Regions from separate parts of the Mus musculus genome. Here all the other regions are linked to region 3. A link is a contact called in public HiCAR-type and promoter capture Hi-C data. All regions are on one chromosome and are shown on one strand. The core of a region is the stretch at or near the end of the contact, and the rest is flanking DNA. Distances in the headings are between cores, read along the strand shown. Region 1 holds the start of Cdkl4 (cyclin-dependent kinase-like 4). Region 2 holds the start of Tmem178 (transmembrane protein 178). Region 3 holds the start of Cox7a2l (cytochrome c oxidase subunit 7A2 like). Region 4 holds the start of Map4k3 (mitogen-activated protein kinase kinase kinase kinase 3). Region 5 overlaps Map4k3 (mitogen-activated protein kinase kinase kinase kinase 3).

Region 1 (3,101 bases), core at 129-2,628, 2.9 Mb before region 3:
TCACGCCAGGCTTGCATTGCCTTATTATACTTTCATTTTCTAATTTTCTTTTTAAAAGCAAAACCTGCAAGAATATGTTGATTATTATTACCACTGTGTTTGGGCAAGATTAAATGAATATAGCTGTGGGTTGAAAATATTTGCCATAGTTATCAGTCACCTTTAGCTTCAAGTGGTGTACCTTCTTAACTTCAGAATTTATAAGTATTTGACCCTGAGTTAATAGAGTTCTATCTACAAAGGCCAAGGACAAAAGCAGGCTGGGGGTCACCAGTGATTTTAAGACCCACAGACAGGGGCTGAGTTTAAGTGTAATAGCGGGATTTTAAAATTCCTTAGGGGTGGGTGGATATGGGGGACTTTTGGTATAGCATTGGAAATGTAAATGAGTTAAATACCTAATAAAAAATGGAAAAAAAAAATTCCTTAGAAAGTTGCTACGGAATTTCCTCACTATTAATGATTTACAAAATAAAGTACACAGGAGAAAAGAACACTCGGTTAGTTTTCAAGACTGTTTCACAAACTAAGTCCTGGGGGCTGAAGAAGTACAAGGAATACAAAGGCAAACAAAATCAAGACAGAGGGCGAGGAAGGGTGGACAAAGAACTCCCCTAACCTAAGAGGTCCCAGGAAACCAAAAACCAACCACCACCAATCCCTGGCTTTAGAAATGTGGAGGGGCAGAGACAGTTTCAGAGCCGGGAAGCTCACTGAGGATGCCACCCACAGTTTGTAGTTAACTGTTTCCAATAAAACCAAACATGCATTATGTTTAATAAACTTGATCGGAAAATGGATTCTACGGATCATTCAGACTTGTCTTTGCGAGTTACAATTTAAAAGCACACACCTGTGCACGAAGGTGTTCCCGTCAACGAAATCGATCTCGTTAGATTCTCACAAACTAAGCCCACCACGTCATTTACACAATCTATACAACTCATTTTCTTTATGTCCCCACGCTTCAGGCGTGTGACAAAAAGACCTGGAAGTTTGGCAAAAACTCACTTCATTTCCAAGCCTCTGAGCCTTCACTTTCCCCTGCGTCCAGGCCACAAGAGGTGTCTAGATGCACAGGTGCGTCCCTGTCCCTCTCTGGCACCCCCACGGCCCACGAGACCACGGGTGGCCCGTTCTTCCGCGGGTGCGCCCCCTCACCCCCGCCCTCCCGAGCCCCGCAGACCCTGCTCTCCGCCTTCCCCCGCCAGGGAACCTGCACTTACACGGCACAGCCTCCGGCGACGGTGACACAATGGTGTTCAGCTTCGGGGAGCCCCAGCCCGCGCAGTCTGCTGCCACCACAGAACTCCCGAGAGACCGAGCCTCTGCGGTGTCTCCAGGGCAACCAGGACGCGCAGGCTGCGCAGCTTCCACACAACTTGCTCGCTCTCTCTATTCGATTCGTTCCCTGGCAGGGTTACCTTCCATCCATCACCCATAGCTCTTACCTTATTCCTTGAGCTGTTTAGAGTCAGCCGTGGCTCATTAACGCCATTTTTGTAACTCAGCGAGACGCTGCTCCAGAGACCCTGGGCAGATTCAGAGTAGGGCGGGGGTGGGGGGGGTTGTCACCCAGTGGGGAAGAAAGCAAGGCAGATATCATTGAATGTGGCATCGAGACAAACATGTTAACAAACATGTTAATTTCAGTCGTTACCCACAGAATAAACTGAACTCCAAGGCGCGCGCATGCGCGCGCACGCACACACACGCGCGCACACACACACACACGTACCATATGCTATGTATGTATGTATGTATGTATGTATGTATGTATGTATTGTCTGATCTTCCCTTCTTAGTAGGTGTCTCCTTTCCTCCTGTACCTCACCTCCTCATTTCCTCAGGAATATGCTCAAGGATCACATTTTAAACGGAATGAAATCTGGAAGCACATTTACCTCACTCATTCAAGACCAGAATTCACATTTACCCATTTTTATATAATTTCTGCCTGTATGCTAGAAAACATTTCTCATCAGGTGCACCAGTAGTCCACTTTATGTACATACAAACATGTTGGCCTAATTCCATCTTTACTGGACTCTGTGTGTGTGTGTGTGTGTGTGGTGCGTGCTTCTCACCTTGAGACAGGGTCTTTGTCCTCTTTTGTGTATGACAGGGGGGCTGGCCTGTGACTTTTGGAAAGATTCTCCTGTCTCTCCATCTTGCCCCAAGAGCATTGGTGTTACAGATGGAGTCCATCCAGCTCACAGGGATTCTAGGGACTTAAACTCAAGTCTTTCCACTTGCATGGAGATCTCTATCCACTGTCTCCCCAGTCTGACAAGGTCTCTATGCAGTCCTGGTGGTTGTCCTTGAACTTGCTATGTACAAAAGGCTGGCCTCAAACTCAGGGATTTGCTAGCCTTTGCTTCCCAAGTGCTGGGATTAAAGATCACAAGGACTGGCTCCTCTCCACCTTTTGTGAGATAGGATCTCATGTTGCCTAGGCTGACCTGGGACTTGCTACGTAGCCAAGACTCTGAACTTGAGTCTCCTGTCTCCACAGTTGTGAATGCTCCCCATTCGCTCCCCATTTCTCCAAGCTACTCATCTACACAGAGACTCTTCACCGGCCCACTTTGGTTCTGTGCCAGGTCCTTGTCCACACACTCAAAGCTCTACTGCATTTAACATCACCGTTCCTTGAACATGCGGCATTTTTGCATTTCAACTATAGCATCACCCGTCAGCCCATCCCTGCATATCAAGTTCCTTTTCTTCTACCAAGGATGTCTACAGCTGTCTATATGTAAGTTTCTCTTTCCCCAAAGCATATCCAAGATACCGTTTGTTCTCTCTATACATATTACGTGTGCTGTGCATATATATGTGTATGTATATATATATATATATATATATATATACATACACACATGTATGTTTATGTTCTTTTATATATGTGTGTATATATCTATATGGAAAAGGGAGACAGAAAAAACAAGAGAACACTTCGTTCTACAGTTCCAATCTGGCTTTGAACTCATGACCCTCCACGTCAGCTGGGATTAGAGCCGCGCTTGACCGCACTGCTTACCTTCATCTTCCCTCTGATCTGCAAAAGTCCCTCAATAGATCACCAACAAATGTTAGAA
Region 2 (3,381 bases), core at 15-2,514, 2.6 Mb before region 3:
GCCCCAAGGGTGTAGGTGGGACCAGGGTATGGCACCTTGCCATGCAGAATATACATGCGCATCATTCACTCTGTACTTTGGTCCCAAGGATTCCTCTTTTAGAAAGATCCTGCCTGCCATTTTTAGAGTGAACATCTGTGACTCCAGAAAAGCCCTGGAAAAGCAGAAAGCCTCAGATGTTGACCGGTGTAGAGCACTGGTTTGTTGTTGACCCTCGATGACCACCAGGAAAAAAAAAAACTAGTACAGGAGAAAATCATTACTTTGATTTATCACTGGTGGGCTTGCTTTATTCAAAGGCAATAATCACTTGGCAGAGCAGGTGCCACTGCAAGGCCGTATTGATCCAGGAGACGGTCAGTCACTCAGGCGTAGAGATAGCCCAAGAAAAAGAAGTCCATCTCAGAACAGGCAGGAATGAAGTGGGCGGCTATTATCTCTGACTGTGGTTCTGTGGCTCCAGGGACACTGGGCATCTTCTTGCAGAAGCAGGGCTGGAGCAGAGAGAAGGGTTCCAGGCTGCCAGGAGCCCGAGAGAGGGAAGCAGGGCTATTGAGCTAGCTGCCAAGGTCTCTGAGATTGGATCCTTCGGAAGTCTAGAAAAGAGGCTGGCTGCTCTAGATCAAGAGTCTAAAGAGTCAAAACCACACGCGTTCAAGGATGGGATTTGCTCCTGGGAGCAAAACAGAGACAGTGATCAAAATCAACTTGGACAAGAGACAAAGATCCAGCCTGATGTTGGTGGATGTCTTGTAAGGTCGTGGGAGGGACAGAGGATCGGAGGTGGTGTGTGCAGGGGTAGGTGCAGAGAGGGTTGGAATCCAAGGCAGGTATATAAAGGCAGAAGGAGCCAGGGACACAAAGGCCCTCCCGAGTGGGGAAAGAGCGTCTGGAAGAGTTGAAGAAAAGTAAAGGGAAAGTAGGGACGGGGTTAAGAGGAGAAAGGAGGATAGAGAGCAAAGGGAGGATGGAGAGCAGAGGTGAAGGCAGGGAGAGGGGGCTGGAGAGAGGGGGCTGACCGCGGGAGCTGGAAGCAGGGAGAGGGACGAGGGGCGTGATCGGCCGGGGTAGCGGGTGGGTGGGTTGTGGAGTGCGGGGAGCCGGCTTAGGGGGAGGGCCGCGGGAAAGTGAGAGCGCGGGAGGGCGCGGGGCCGGGCGGGAGGAGGCTCCCGCGGGGGAGAGAGGCGGGCGGGCGGCCGTGGGAGGGAGAGTGCGGGGCAGGTGGCAGGGAGGGAGGGCGCTCGGCGGAGCGCCGAGGCCAAGTGCATTGTGTCTGGCGGCGGCGGCGAGCCCACCGGCGGCGGCTGCTGGCCGGGAAGCCATGGAGCCACGGGCGCTCGTCACGGCGCTAAGCCTCGGCCTCAGCCTTTGCTCCCTGGGGCTGCTCGTCACGGCCATCTTCACCGACCACTGGTACGAGACCGACCCCCGGCGCCACAAGGAGAGCTGCGAGCGCAGCCGCGCGGGCGCCGACCCCCCGGATCAGAAGAACCGCCTGATGCCGCTGTCGCACCTGCCGCTGCGGGACTCGCCTCCCCTGGGGCGCCGGCTGCTCCCCGGCGGCCCCGGGCGCTCAGACCCTGAGTCCTGGCGCTCGCTTCTGGGGCTTGGCGGGTTGGACGCTGAGTGTGGCCGGCCACTGTTCGCCACCTACTCGGGCCTCTGGAGGAAGTGCTACTTTCTGGGCATCGACCGGGACATCGACACCCTCATCCTGAAAGGTGAGCGGCGGGCGCGCCCCGCGTCTCTACGTCCGCGCGCGGAGCTCAGCCCGGGCATCCCAGGGGCGCGCGGGTCCCCGCGGTCGCCTCTCCAGTCGCTGCGCTCCGTTGCCCCGCGCATTTTTCACCCTTCCAGATTGCTTCCCTGCTTTCCTTCCCCAGCTACTCTTCTTTCTCCCTTTCCTTGCTCCTTCATCCTACCCTTCTTTTACCATTTTCCTGGACTCCGTTTTACCCCTCACACTGTCTCTTTATCTTCCCTAAGACTCTCTCCTCTGGTCCTTCTCTGTCTGTGCCTGGCTGACTCGGGGTGTAGATATGGATTTTCTTGACAGTGTTCCCAGGGAGGGTGACAGCCACAAAGACTGATCTTTCTCAACTGGGTTCCTTTCCTCAACTTGCATTTTCCTTTGAGACGTGCCCTTTGGAAGAGACAAGGTGTAAACCTCAGAACAAGGAAAGAGGGCTTTCTCATGGATTGAGCTCGCTGGTATACCATTAAATCGAGGTGGCATTCCAGCCTGGAATGGGGAGCGAAGGTCTGTCCTCCAAACACTCCAAGTTCAGGATCTGTTTGAATTGGACTTCGTATTCCCTAATTCACTAGTAAAGGCAGCTAAAGGGATCTAAGACACCGGCTTTACTCATTATTCAACCTTCCAGATGACCACCCTCCTCAGGGTCTAGGAAGCAGCTGAGGAGAGCCAAGGGCCAAGTCCTTGAAAGTAGACTTGCGCTCAGAGATTCTACCTGCCACGCTCTTATGGTTGTGACACTTTGTAGGTTGTCTTTATTGTTTTGTTATTGGGCTTTGCGTTGGTACAGCATCATTTTGCTCTTCTGGAATCTATGCAACACCTATCTTATGTATGGAATCAGGTAGTTTGAATATTTTCTTTGTAATCCTCTCTTGTGGTGATTCCTTTAACTTCTAAAGATCAAACCTTAGTAGAATTTTTTGTCCCCTGAGAGAAAAACAAATAAATAAACTTCTTTTCCTTGGACTCACTGTTCCCAAAAGGAAGTACGAGGTCAGTCCATTTGAAAATATTTAGAAGCAAGTGAACAGATGTAAATTGAATTACAGCCTGCCATGGAACTACCGAGAAAGGAGGGGGTTAATACTGGCCTTCCCCATCTTGTTCTTTGGCATAGTCTTCATTTCTCAAACATGTCAATTTCCTCCTTCCCATGGCTAGCCCAGCTGGGGACTGCCATCCAAATCTGTCTGTATATGGAAGGACTCCAGCAATTTGGGGGTGGGGTGGGGTGGGGCAATCGGATACAGTAATCTTCCTTTGGGAAGTAAACCTTTTTCTTTTCTGTTCCAACTTGCATCCAAATCTGATTTCTCCTCATGAAGACACTGCATAATTAATCCTGATAGTAGCGTAATACAGGAACAAACTGTAAAAGCTGACTGTGGAGGCTCAGTTATGGAATGCTCATTTAGGCAGGACAATTTTGAAAGTAAGCAGTGTAGTCTGTCTTTGGAAATAGCAGAATTGCATTTTTCACACACACACACACACACACACACACACACACACACACACACACACATTCCCCTGTGCTTAGAGTATTTCACTGCATGCAATTTGGATAGAGTGTAGTGTCTGAAACAGTAGAGCAGAGTCTAAGCCCACAGCAGGAGAACTCC
Region 3 (2,936 bases), core at 380-2,879:
AACAAAGGAGTGCGTCACATGGCATAAGTATGCCAAACCTTGCCTAAAGTAACATACCATCTCTATGCACTGAAAATACACTATAGATGATGATACAATGCAATCAGCCATTTACCTACATCGTCTGTCAAGAAATCAGTCAACATACTGGCAGTTCTTTCCTTACAACTCATTACACTGGGTTCCACTGACACCACACTTGCTCACCTCTAACACTGGACTGTTCTTTGAGTGAATTTTCCTCATTTCCTTCCACATTTCTGTAACAGAACGATGGTGTCTCTCTCTCTCTCTCTTTTTATGATCTCTCCAGCAGCAAAGAGCCTACTAGCAGCCATGTCTGTTAAGCACCACATTCATAAAACCTCAGCAGCTACCAGACACAACACAGCACTAGACACTGAACACCTAAACACTCTTGAGACTTTTCCTCCTCAACCTCCCATACGACCCTTCTTGGCCTCCTCTCTCCTGAAAGCACATCTACTCTTGTAATGAAATCATACTTAAACACTGTCCCTTAAGATGGAGTGTCCCATAGGGGTAGAAAAGAGGCAGTAATGACAATCTCTTTTACAGCCCATACAGGTCACTTACTATTCAAGGTTTTTCAGCTTCGTGTCCCACCAAGGCTTCTCGAACTATGCTGAGCAGTGATTCAGTTCAGGAGAATATATAGCATTTATCCAGCACCAACCATCTGCCAGAAAATCTGCTCACTCGACACATCACATTTAACCCAAGTTAATGCTGCCCCGAATTAGAAGGGGCAGTCAAGGTCACTAGATTAAGGCTGCTAAATTCAGTACTAACCCAGTATTAAGTGGAACTCTAAAATACCACATTTTCACAACACTGAGATTGGAGATGGGAACGCCATTGATAGGATCTAACTGGAACCTGGATAATGTCAGATTGCCCAGTAGTCAACGGTCACCGTCTGCCACTTTAAAACTAGCAAAAGCATAAACCTCGTTGGGTGTCACTTCCGATGCTTTCCCCAGTATGTATGTATGTATGTATGTATACACATATATATATTCCCATGCCTTATGAGCGAGCTTCTCAAATCCGCCCTCCCAGTCTTCCATTTGGTAGCTGGGTAAAGCTGCTTTCTGGGCTGTGACAGGGCCAGTAACAAGAGGAAGTCACAAAGGCCACCTCAACCAGAGAGAGCAGAAACCCAAACACAGTTATGTCACCTTCTGCAATCCTTCACAGATTCTACGGGAAATCCACCTTAAACAAGCAACCACCCCAGGGGTCACCTTGACCCCCGCAAGGTATCAGACCTGAGTTCAGTGCCATGCAAACCTCGCCTAGGGTGCAGCACACACCCAGAAACCTCGGCGACCGCTCCAAGCCTGCGTGGTTAAGGACACCAGGGGACACCAGCAAGCCGGACCGGTCGGCCGGCAGAAACCCTTCACGGCTCGAACCTCGCAACTGCCTGCCTCGGGCTGCTGTTCTCCGGCCCAAGGCGACGCGGCAAAAGTGTACCTGCGGGGTGTAGGCTTCCGAAGCCCAAGCTCCAGCCAACTTCTGCGTGAAACTGCTAAACTTGTAGTACATGTTGGCGGAGGCCCGCTTCGCACCGCCGCTGCCTGTGCGACCGCCCTAGAAAAGGACCCGGCTTCCCCTTAGGCCCGCCCAAAGCTCAGCGCAAGGACCTTAATCCAAAATGCGGACTGTCTAGAGAACGCCTGACTTAAAACATAGCCTCCTACGCAACGTCGGGGGGAAAAAACCGCGCTTTCTCAAGACCTAGAAACGAAAACAAACTCTAAAAGACATGGAAAGAGGCTGTGTTCAGGCTTCCCGAAAACTCAGGCTTCTCTGTACCACTCACTTGGATGTGGGCAGTGCCAAGGCGCCTTGACAGGTGCGCAAGCGTCCTGTGGACAAAGAGGGCGGCTGAGAGCGACACAGTCGGTCAGAGCGAGTTCTGGGCGGGGCCTAGAGCGGGGGCGGGCCCAGGACGTGGGTGGGGTCTCGTCAGGCCCAGGTCCCGCCCCATTTCAGGGTTATTAGTATCTGTTGAGGGGTCTTAATGTACCAAGGGTTGTTAGGAATTTCACCTCAGTTATGACAAGAACAGCTCTTTGGAGCCGTGAGTGCATCGCCTGTAAGCAAAATCCTGTCTCAATGCCGGGAAAAGTGACAGGAAAGGAAAGAGAGTGGGAGAGAAGGAGATAGGAGAGAGAAGAGGAAAGGGGAGAAAAGAGAAGAGAGATCAAGGAGGGAGATGGTGAGAGGAAGAAAGGAAAGAAGGGGTAGAGGGGAAGAGGAAAAAGAGGTGAGGGAGAGAGAGGAAAGAGGGAAGAAAAGAGGGAAGGAGGAGAGAAAAGAAAGAGGAAGGGGAGAGAGGGAAGAAAGGAAAGAGAGGGAAGGGAGAAAAGAGGGAAGAAGAGGGAAGGAAAGAGGGGAGAAGGAAAGAGAGAGAGGGGAGAAGAAGAGGGAAGAATCTATAGGCTTTGTGTAGACGTAAACTTAAAGCACCTGTGTGTGCATCTTGCGCTTTTGAGAGTGAGATTTTGTCAGCATTCATTTGGTTGCTCATCTCTTCCTAGGCCCTGTTCTTTGAGATAAACGTATGCAGGGGAGGTGACTGGGAACACTTGTGAAATCTCTACCTTCTGCTTGAATGATGCGCAGTTACAGCTTCCTGGTTATGGTTATACTCTGCCGCACCATGCAGTGTGACTTAAGCTTCCACTCTGAGTCGAATACTGCATAAACAGAGTGTGCCGGCTTCCTAACCTCCAGGAACAAGTTTTTAGTCCTATCATTTAACCAGAGGTTTTTGCACACACATTATAGATTTATGCATACTATATTTTAAATGTAAGTTGGTAATGAATAGCTGATGATGCCAAGCTTAACATAGTATTTTCTCTAAATGCATTGAACCCCCACAACCCGAGAATTGGTACTAT
Region 4 (3,361 bases), core at 22-2,521, 2.8 Mb before region 3:
TTCACAAAAGCCAAGCAGATCACTCACAAAAGACCTGAGGTATTGGCTAACTTACCTTATGCGTTCCATTGAGGCAAGAATAAAAAGCCCATTGCTTTAGCGTGGGCAAAAATAAAGTGAAAACTAAACTTTCCAAGTCATACTCTGGGCATCCTCAGGTGTTCTGGAAAACAGGAGCCCAACTTCAGTTACCATGTAAGTAGATAGGCAACTAAATCAAGACTGCTGCCACCTTTGGCACTATCCGCCTCCCTTCTTGGCAGACTCCGCGAGGCCAAGAGTTTTACTGGCCAGGGAAGAACGATTTATCCTCCCACATTTAGAAGCGATCCCTCTGCAACAGAAACGCTGTCCTGCTAAGGAGCTCTGAATTCTAACCTTGTCAAACCAATACTCTTCCTAGATACTCGACTCTCACACACACACAAGAAAGAAAAAGAAAAGGAAAAATATCTGATTCCTATGTGTCACTGACAAAAACAAACCCCATTATCCAATTCTTTTTGGAGGAAAAAAAAAAAACCTCGAAGTTGCTGTCTTGCCTCCAAAAACCCATCTCTTTTTACAAAACATGACTACTTGGAAAATTACAAGGAACTGACAAGCAGATGTTAAGAGGCTAAAGGCTAAAGCACGGGCAGATGTTAAGAGGCTAAAGGCTAAGCTGTCGATGGAGGCTGCCCAGCGTTAGGACAGATCCAGCAGGCCCGGGCGGACAGTAGCTCCCAGCCACCGGGGCCTATGATCCCAGGTCCCGGAGAGGCACGTAGGTTTGTCAAGCGCCAAGCCCCAGCACCGGGGTTCGTCACACAGACCCTGCCCAGGCAACAAGCGCCCAGCCCCGCTCCGCCCTCCCAGGAACGCAGCGGCTCCGGCCGCAGCCCTTCCCGGGACTGCACGCAGGAGAGCCTGGGAGGGTCAGAGACCCGCGCGTCCCGGGCACAGCTCCGGCGAGGACGCCGAGGGCTGAGGTCCCCACGCCTGCCTCTTTGTTCCGTCCCCCGCGGCGCAGGCCCCGGCTCGGCCGCCCCTGCCCTCACCTTGTAGACGTCGCCGTAGGTGCCGCTGCCGATGCGCTGGATCAGCTCGAAGTCCTCCTGCGGGTTCCGGCGGGACAGATCGAAGCCCGGGTTCATGGCGGGCCCCGGGTGCCCCCCACCTCCCTCCCGGCCCGGGGAGGGGGGGCGCTCACGGGGGCCGCACGGAGGGAGCGCCCGCGGCCGGCCCGGCTCCGCCGCCGGTCACAATCGCCCGGCTGCACGCCGCGGCCGCCGCCGACCACGACGAGCCGCCCGGCGTCCCCGCCCCCCGCCGCCGCGCCGAGCCGGGTCACACCCACCAGGAGAGGAGCGCGCCCGCAGCCCCTCGCTCGGGGTGCAGTTCCAACATGGCTTCCGCCCGCCGCTCCGCTCCGCCCGCCCGCACGCCCTCCCTCCGGTTCCCGGCCCCGCTCGCCACTGCGCAGCCGCCATCCCGGAGGCCGCGCGCTCCCGGCGGGCCCTGCGCGCCCCCGGCTCGCGCGCCCGGTCGGGACACGCCGGACGCGCCAGACTCCGGGTAACAAAGTTGGACTCGCTGCTTGTGGTCCCAGCCCCAGCCCCAGCAGGTAGTAGTTGCCACGCACAAGACGGTATTCCCCAACTTTCTAAGAGCAAGTACATCCGAGAGCCCCGACCCTTTCTTCTAGGTTTAGGGGAGGAGGTCCCCATCAGAAAGGTGAGAAAGACCCTCGGGGGACAGTGACACTTGGGCTCTTGGGGTTGGCTTGACAGGGGTGCAGAGAGAACAAGGGGCGGGGAGAAATCCGTGGAGGGAGTGGGCGGGAAGCAGTGCAGAACCAAAGCCGTGATTGACCTCTGTCCAGGGAGAAGGCTGGATTTTTCAAAGCCCGGGGCGGGGACTACGCAAGCTGTCTGACAACCCTGAGACGAGGGTGGTTGCAGAGGGTGTGGCCTGGACAGGGATCTATTCCCACACCTGAAATGTAAACACGTGACCATCCGGAAGCTACGTAGCCGCGACATTACCTGCCCAGAGCTCCACCCAGCATAAGATCCAGATAACCAGCATTACGTCCAGACTGCTAAAAGTTAGCTAAGAAAGGACTTAGGCAGTGGAAGGGTCAATGTTGAGTTCTTAGTAAACTTAACTACTACCCATTTCCAAAAGCTGTAGCGAGGTCCACTCTGGCGCTCTGTTGGATATTTTGCTTTAAAAATGCTTTTCTAATCTCTTTAGGGACCTAAAGACTAATGTGCCTTAATGTCCAATTCCTTCTCAGAAACTTGGTCTCATCAAACCTTAAAACCTTTCTATCATGTTACTTACAGTAAACTTACCTATTGACTAAATTCCCAAATTGTGTGCTCCAAACCATACGTGGAGTCATCCAAGCACTTTAGTTATCCCAAAGCATCAGATTGTGACAGGGTTGCAATTCTGCCCCAGGAGTGCACGTCACAGGATTAATTGAGGATAAACCTTAAGGCTGTGCTATCCTGAGCTCCTCGGGACGAGGCATGGTTTTCCCCGCTTCCTCCCGGTGGAAGGCACTTGCAGGGGCTGAGGAGCAGGCCTGCCTTCTGCCTGTGCTGTGGGCGGAGAACTGTTTGTCTTCTTTAGGCTAAACAGGCAGATAATTCTGGATTCAGATAAGGAAATGGAAGTCTCTCAAAGCAGGACCTGCTCTGCTTGCTTTCTCTGCCCTTTTGTGCTTTAAAAAAAAAAAAAAAAAAAAAAAGCCAAGTTTCCAGGACTGAAAGCCATTCGGCTTGCACCAGAAAGTTCTAATGGTTTCACTGTTTTGTTTGCTGGGATTATCATCTCTGCAGATAACCGAGTGTTTGCATCACTAATAGGCTTCTTTCAAAGGGAAAAGACATTTCAGTGGGGTTGGAACAGGCTTTCAAGTTTTGTTTGTTCCATTTTGGCAAGGCTTAACTACTTCTTCTCCTTTTTTTTTTTCCCCAGAGAGACAGATTTTCTTGTAAGGGCTCGATTTGCCACATGGGTTAGGCCATAAATAAAAAGGTCTTTTGTAATTAACTGCTCACAAGGAATGAAAATAATTTGTTCCTTTGGGGATCTACCCATACTGGTAAATACAGTGCTCTCTTACCCTTCCCCCAATCTACCTGGCCTCTACTTCCCTACAAGTTAATACTCATGATCAGACACTTGCTTTGAATAAGAGAAAGGACTTCCCGCTTCTGTGATTAGAAACATTCTTAGAAACCGTCTGGGTTTCACTCTTAGATTGACTGTTGCTTGTGTAGAGGCGGTCACCTTATCAGTAGATTAATATGGTGAGTGGAAGTTCACAACATGAAAGAAACAGTATCTTCCAGTACTGAGTGCTTAC
Region 5 (3,113 bases), core at 290-2,789, 2.9 Mb before region 3:
ATGCAAATGGGGGTTCCTAACTTCTCAGGCTGAGCCAATGGGAAGATCTACTAGATCCCACCCCACCCCAAAAATGTTTATAAGGTTCTTGTCCACAGGGAATAAAGTGATGAGTTATTTCACCAAAGATCGTCTGAGGGTACCTGTCTTACTGAACTGTAACACTCCAGGGAACAGTTTTCTCTCAGAGTGCATTATGTAAGCACCTGGCCACCTGTCACCAACTCTGGGGGTAGGGTCATTCTAGCCATGCCCAAGCAAGCCCCACGAGATCTTTTATTCCCTAGGCTGGGCTAAGGAGTTTCTGGCTCGCTATGCACCAGTAAACATACCAGCAGGGGTGGGTGGGTTAGGCAGACCTAAGCATTGGCTTGGTTATGTACGATAGACCATGTGGCATACAGCAACCTCATGAGCTGCCAGGATGGAAACATCAGATAGGCTGATAGTAAGAAAGTAAAGCCCCAAAGAGATCAGAAACCACTTAAGACTGACAGTTTACCCTTGTGCCTTATGAATGAAATGGGTAGACTAGCACCATGGCTAATGTATATATTCCTTCTGTTGTTTCTGATACAGTACATATCAATAAATATATATACCCACAGAAATATCAACTGCTGCTCAGTAGCCATGTTTTAAGAGCATAGTTGACTATGCTCTTATTCAAAATGCAGAAGGCAACTGGCTCAATGGTTAAAAGCGCTTGTTCCTAATTGAGAGCATAGGTTCAATTCCCAGCACCCATGTATCAGGTCACAACTGTCTATAATTCCAGCCCCAGGGGATCTATGACCTCTGAGGGCATTGGACACCTATGTGGTACACATACATACATACATACAGGCAAAACACTCAAGCATGTTAAATAATAAAATAAGATTTAAAAATTAAAAAAAGTGAGAGGAGCACTTCCAACTAGAAGTCACTACACTAACATGTTTTAAATTCTCCATGGAACCCAACACCTATCTGCGTCAATGAAACACCATATTCCATTTCCTTTATTAATGCAGGTACGTTGAACAAGTATGTGAAGACCAGAGGACAAACATGGGTGCAAGCCTTGGGGATAAGGTCAACGTCTTTTGAGACAGGGTCTCTCATTGACCTTGAGCTTCCAATTAGACTAGAAAGCCCCAGCGATTCTCCTGCCTCTGAATCCTTATCGCTGAAATTATAAGTTAGCTAACAGGCCTGGTATTTTTTGTCCGTCTCAAGGGCTGGAGTCATTGTGATTGCAAGCCAACTGCGTTATCCTGCCATTCCTGGAGTTCCAGATATATTCTGATTATCAATTCTTTGTTGGATCAATATCTAACAAAGATGTCTCTATCTGCAGGCTGATCTTCACTTATATTATAACTTACAGTCATTTAAATCACTTTAAATTATTCCAAGAACTCAATGTAAACTTTAAAATGTGAAGTCATTACCTTTTCTTTTGTAAGAATAAAAACATCCCAACGAGAAGGGCTGATTTGGCTTTGCTTTCCACAAAGGCCAGGTTGGCTGCCACTTTTAAGTGCTCACTGATGACACAATCAATAATTTATTCATGACGTTTGCTGAGGAAAAAGCTGACATTTGATTTGACTGTAGTTTTTAGAAGTCGTCTTTCTCCCTTTTGTAAGTTAATCATTGATTATCTCTCATCTTCAATGTCCCCTCTATTTGAGAAAGGACATCTACGGACAGTGGATGACAATCACGTCTGCCCAATGTTCAGGGTGAGCTTACGTAAATCTAAAGCTTAGATTCACTGAAGGCGTCGAGCTGCCTTGTAACCACCTACTCACCTGTCATATGCTGCAGCTCCATTGCAGTAATGCTTTTCCTGCCCTATCCAGTATGAAAACAATTCTCCACAGCAGAGAAATGAACTGGAGACCAGTTGTCTGCTGTCTTTCCAATTCACTGCCACTGTCTTCCACTTAAAAGACCACATTCTCTGTTTCATCTTACTTAAATACAGTGTTAATTTACTTTATGCAGTGACTTTCTAGTTTATACAGGCAAAGAAAAAATATGGACCATATATGCTGATACTACTTAAAGATGCTAAAAATGCTTAACATTTATAACACTCCATTTGGTTAAAATCCATTATTATAAAAATAAATAAAGCTTGAATAGTCAGAATGTCTTAGAAAAATGACTCCATCTGCTCGCAAATGTCTCCATTGTGATGATAACTCTCAGTGCAGCAGGTCACCGCTGAACCATCTGTTCAACAGGACTGGGGCTGAGCCAATGGGCCCATTTGACTCAGGTCAACAAATTATATGGGTCTTTGTGGCTAGGCATCTAAATTAAAATAAAAGTAACCACAAGATCAATGTTAAATGATCCAGTATTGATGTCCTGCCTCAATAAATGTTTAGAAGCCTTCTCTTATTTTGTAAAATTTCCTTACTCAAAAATAAATAAATAAATATAAAAAAAATAAAAGTAAATGTGTGCCACTATTTTAATCTCCAGGCTGATGTTTATAAGAATTTATAGGGAAACAATGTTCTAACAACTGTTACATTGATCTCAAAGTCTTATTCCTAAAACATATTTTTTCATCTTCCCACATCCCACAGATTTAACAACAATAAGCTTTGTGTGGTTTATACATTGTTCACAAACACAGGAAAACAAAAGTGTGGTCCTGCTGCTGGAAGAGCACACTCAGCTGCGTCCCCCTGGGAGAGGCCTCGGTCCAGCAATCCCTGCACCACTGCATCCACAAAGTGATTCAACTTCATCCTAAGTCACCAGTGTGCAACTACAAAGGTCAACGAGCACTAGATATTTTCATATGGGCTAATTCACTCAGGCAAATTTGAAATCCTGATTCATTTTTAAATAGATGCTCAAAAGCATAAGGGCAGGTGTCCCACCCAGCGTGCTCTCCCTAGGGACTAGAAAGCGATCCGTTTACTCTAGCATCCCTCAGTACAGCCTCGAGTTCTCCAAAGTCCCAATGCCCTTGCAATCTGAACACACAAGCAGAAAACCGATGAGACCCAAATGAAGTGGAAGGCGTGCCAAGGCATCAGTCTGACGCTCGGGGCCTGATCTCACTGATACCGTGCGGCTGTGTTCACACTGGGGACAGGCGAGGG

The links. Promoter capture Hi-C pulls out the DNA fragments that hold promoters and counts their contacts. HiCAR-type assays count read pairs that join an accessible place to other places.
Region 1: a contact with region 3 is called in a promoter capture Hi-C map of embryonic stem cells, with 5 times the contacts expected there. The contact joins the promoter of Cdkl4 here to the promoter of Cox7a2l in region 3. A contact is called at or near these places in 4 of 39 promoter capture datasets (cranial neural crest, embryonic stem cells, hippocampal neurons and 1 more).
Region 2: a contact with region 3 is called in a promoter capture Hi-C map of hippocampal neurons, with 7 times the contacts expected there. The contact joins the promoter of Tmem178 here to the promoter of Cox7a2l in region 3. A contact is called at or near these places in 1 of 39 promoter capture datasets (hippocampal neurons) and 1 of 115 datasets of contacts at active chromatin or transcription factors (embryonic forebrain).
Region 4: a HiCAR-type map of astrocytes shows a contact between it and region 3, with 7 times the contacts expected there. The contact joins the promoter of Map4k3 here to the promoter of Cox7a2l in region 3. A contact is called at or near these places in 5 of 39 promoter capture datasets (embryonic stem cells, hippocampal neurons, liver and 1 more), 3 of 115 datasets of contacts at active chromatin or transcription factors (astrocytes and embryonic stem cells) and 1 of 9 other capture datasets (adipose tissue).
Region 5: a contact with region 3 is called in a promoter capture Hi-C map of liver, with 3 times the contacts expected there. The contact joins the enhancer-like site here to the promoter of Cox7a2l in region 3. A contact is called at or near these places in 4 of 39 promoter capture datasets (embryonic stem cells, hippocampal neurons and liver) and 2 of 115 datasets of contacts at active chromatin or transcription factors (both in embryonic stem cells).

What each region holds. Positions count from the first base shown.
Region 1 is chr17:80,576,106-80,579,206 of GRCm38.p6, forward strand. Cdkl4 (cyclin-dependent kinase-like 4) reads right to left here and starts at 1,379. Exons shown (of 10, transcript NM_001360143.1): 1 at 1,227-1,379.
Region 2 is chr17:80,943,368-80,946,748 of GRCm38.p6, forward strand. It overlaps Tmem178 (transmembrane protein 178), which reads left to right and starts at 1,265. Exons shown (of 4, transcript NM_026516.2): 1 at 1,265-1,721. The coding sequence starts at 1,322.
Region 3 is chr17:83,512,704-83,515,639 of GRCm38.p6, forward strand. It overlaps Cox7a2l (cytochrome c oxidase subunit 7A2 like), which reads right to left and starts at 1,630. Exons shown (of 3, transcript NM_009187.3): 1 at 1,501-1,630. The coding sequence starts at 1,572.
Region 4 is chr17:80,726,754-80,730,114 of GRCm38.p6, forward strand. Map4k3 (mitogen-activated protein kinase kinase kinase kinase 3) reads right to left here and starts at 1,272. Exons shown (of 34, transcript NM_001290345.1): 1 at 1,041-1,272. The coding sequence starts at 1,136. It also overlaps the pseudogene Gm9959.
Region 5 is chr17:80,658,207-80,661,319 of GRCm38.p6, forward strand. The region is part of intron 3 of Map4k3 (mitogen-activated protein kinase kinase kinase kinase 3); the gene reads right to left. Among named protein-coding and RNA genes, the nearest start is that of Map4k3, 68 kb to the right of the region's middle. Within about 2 kb of position 1,540, at least 7 of the 459 cell types and tissues checked have an H3K27ac peak or open chromatin away from gene starts, as enhancers often do. A contact at or near this core is called in liver, where this site is marked.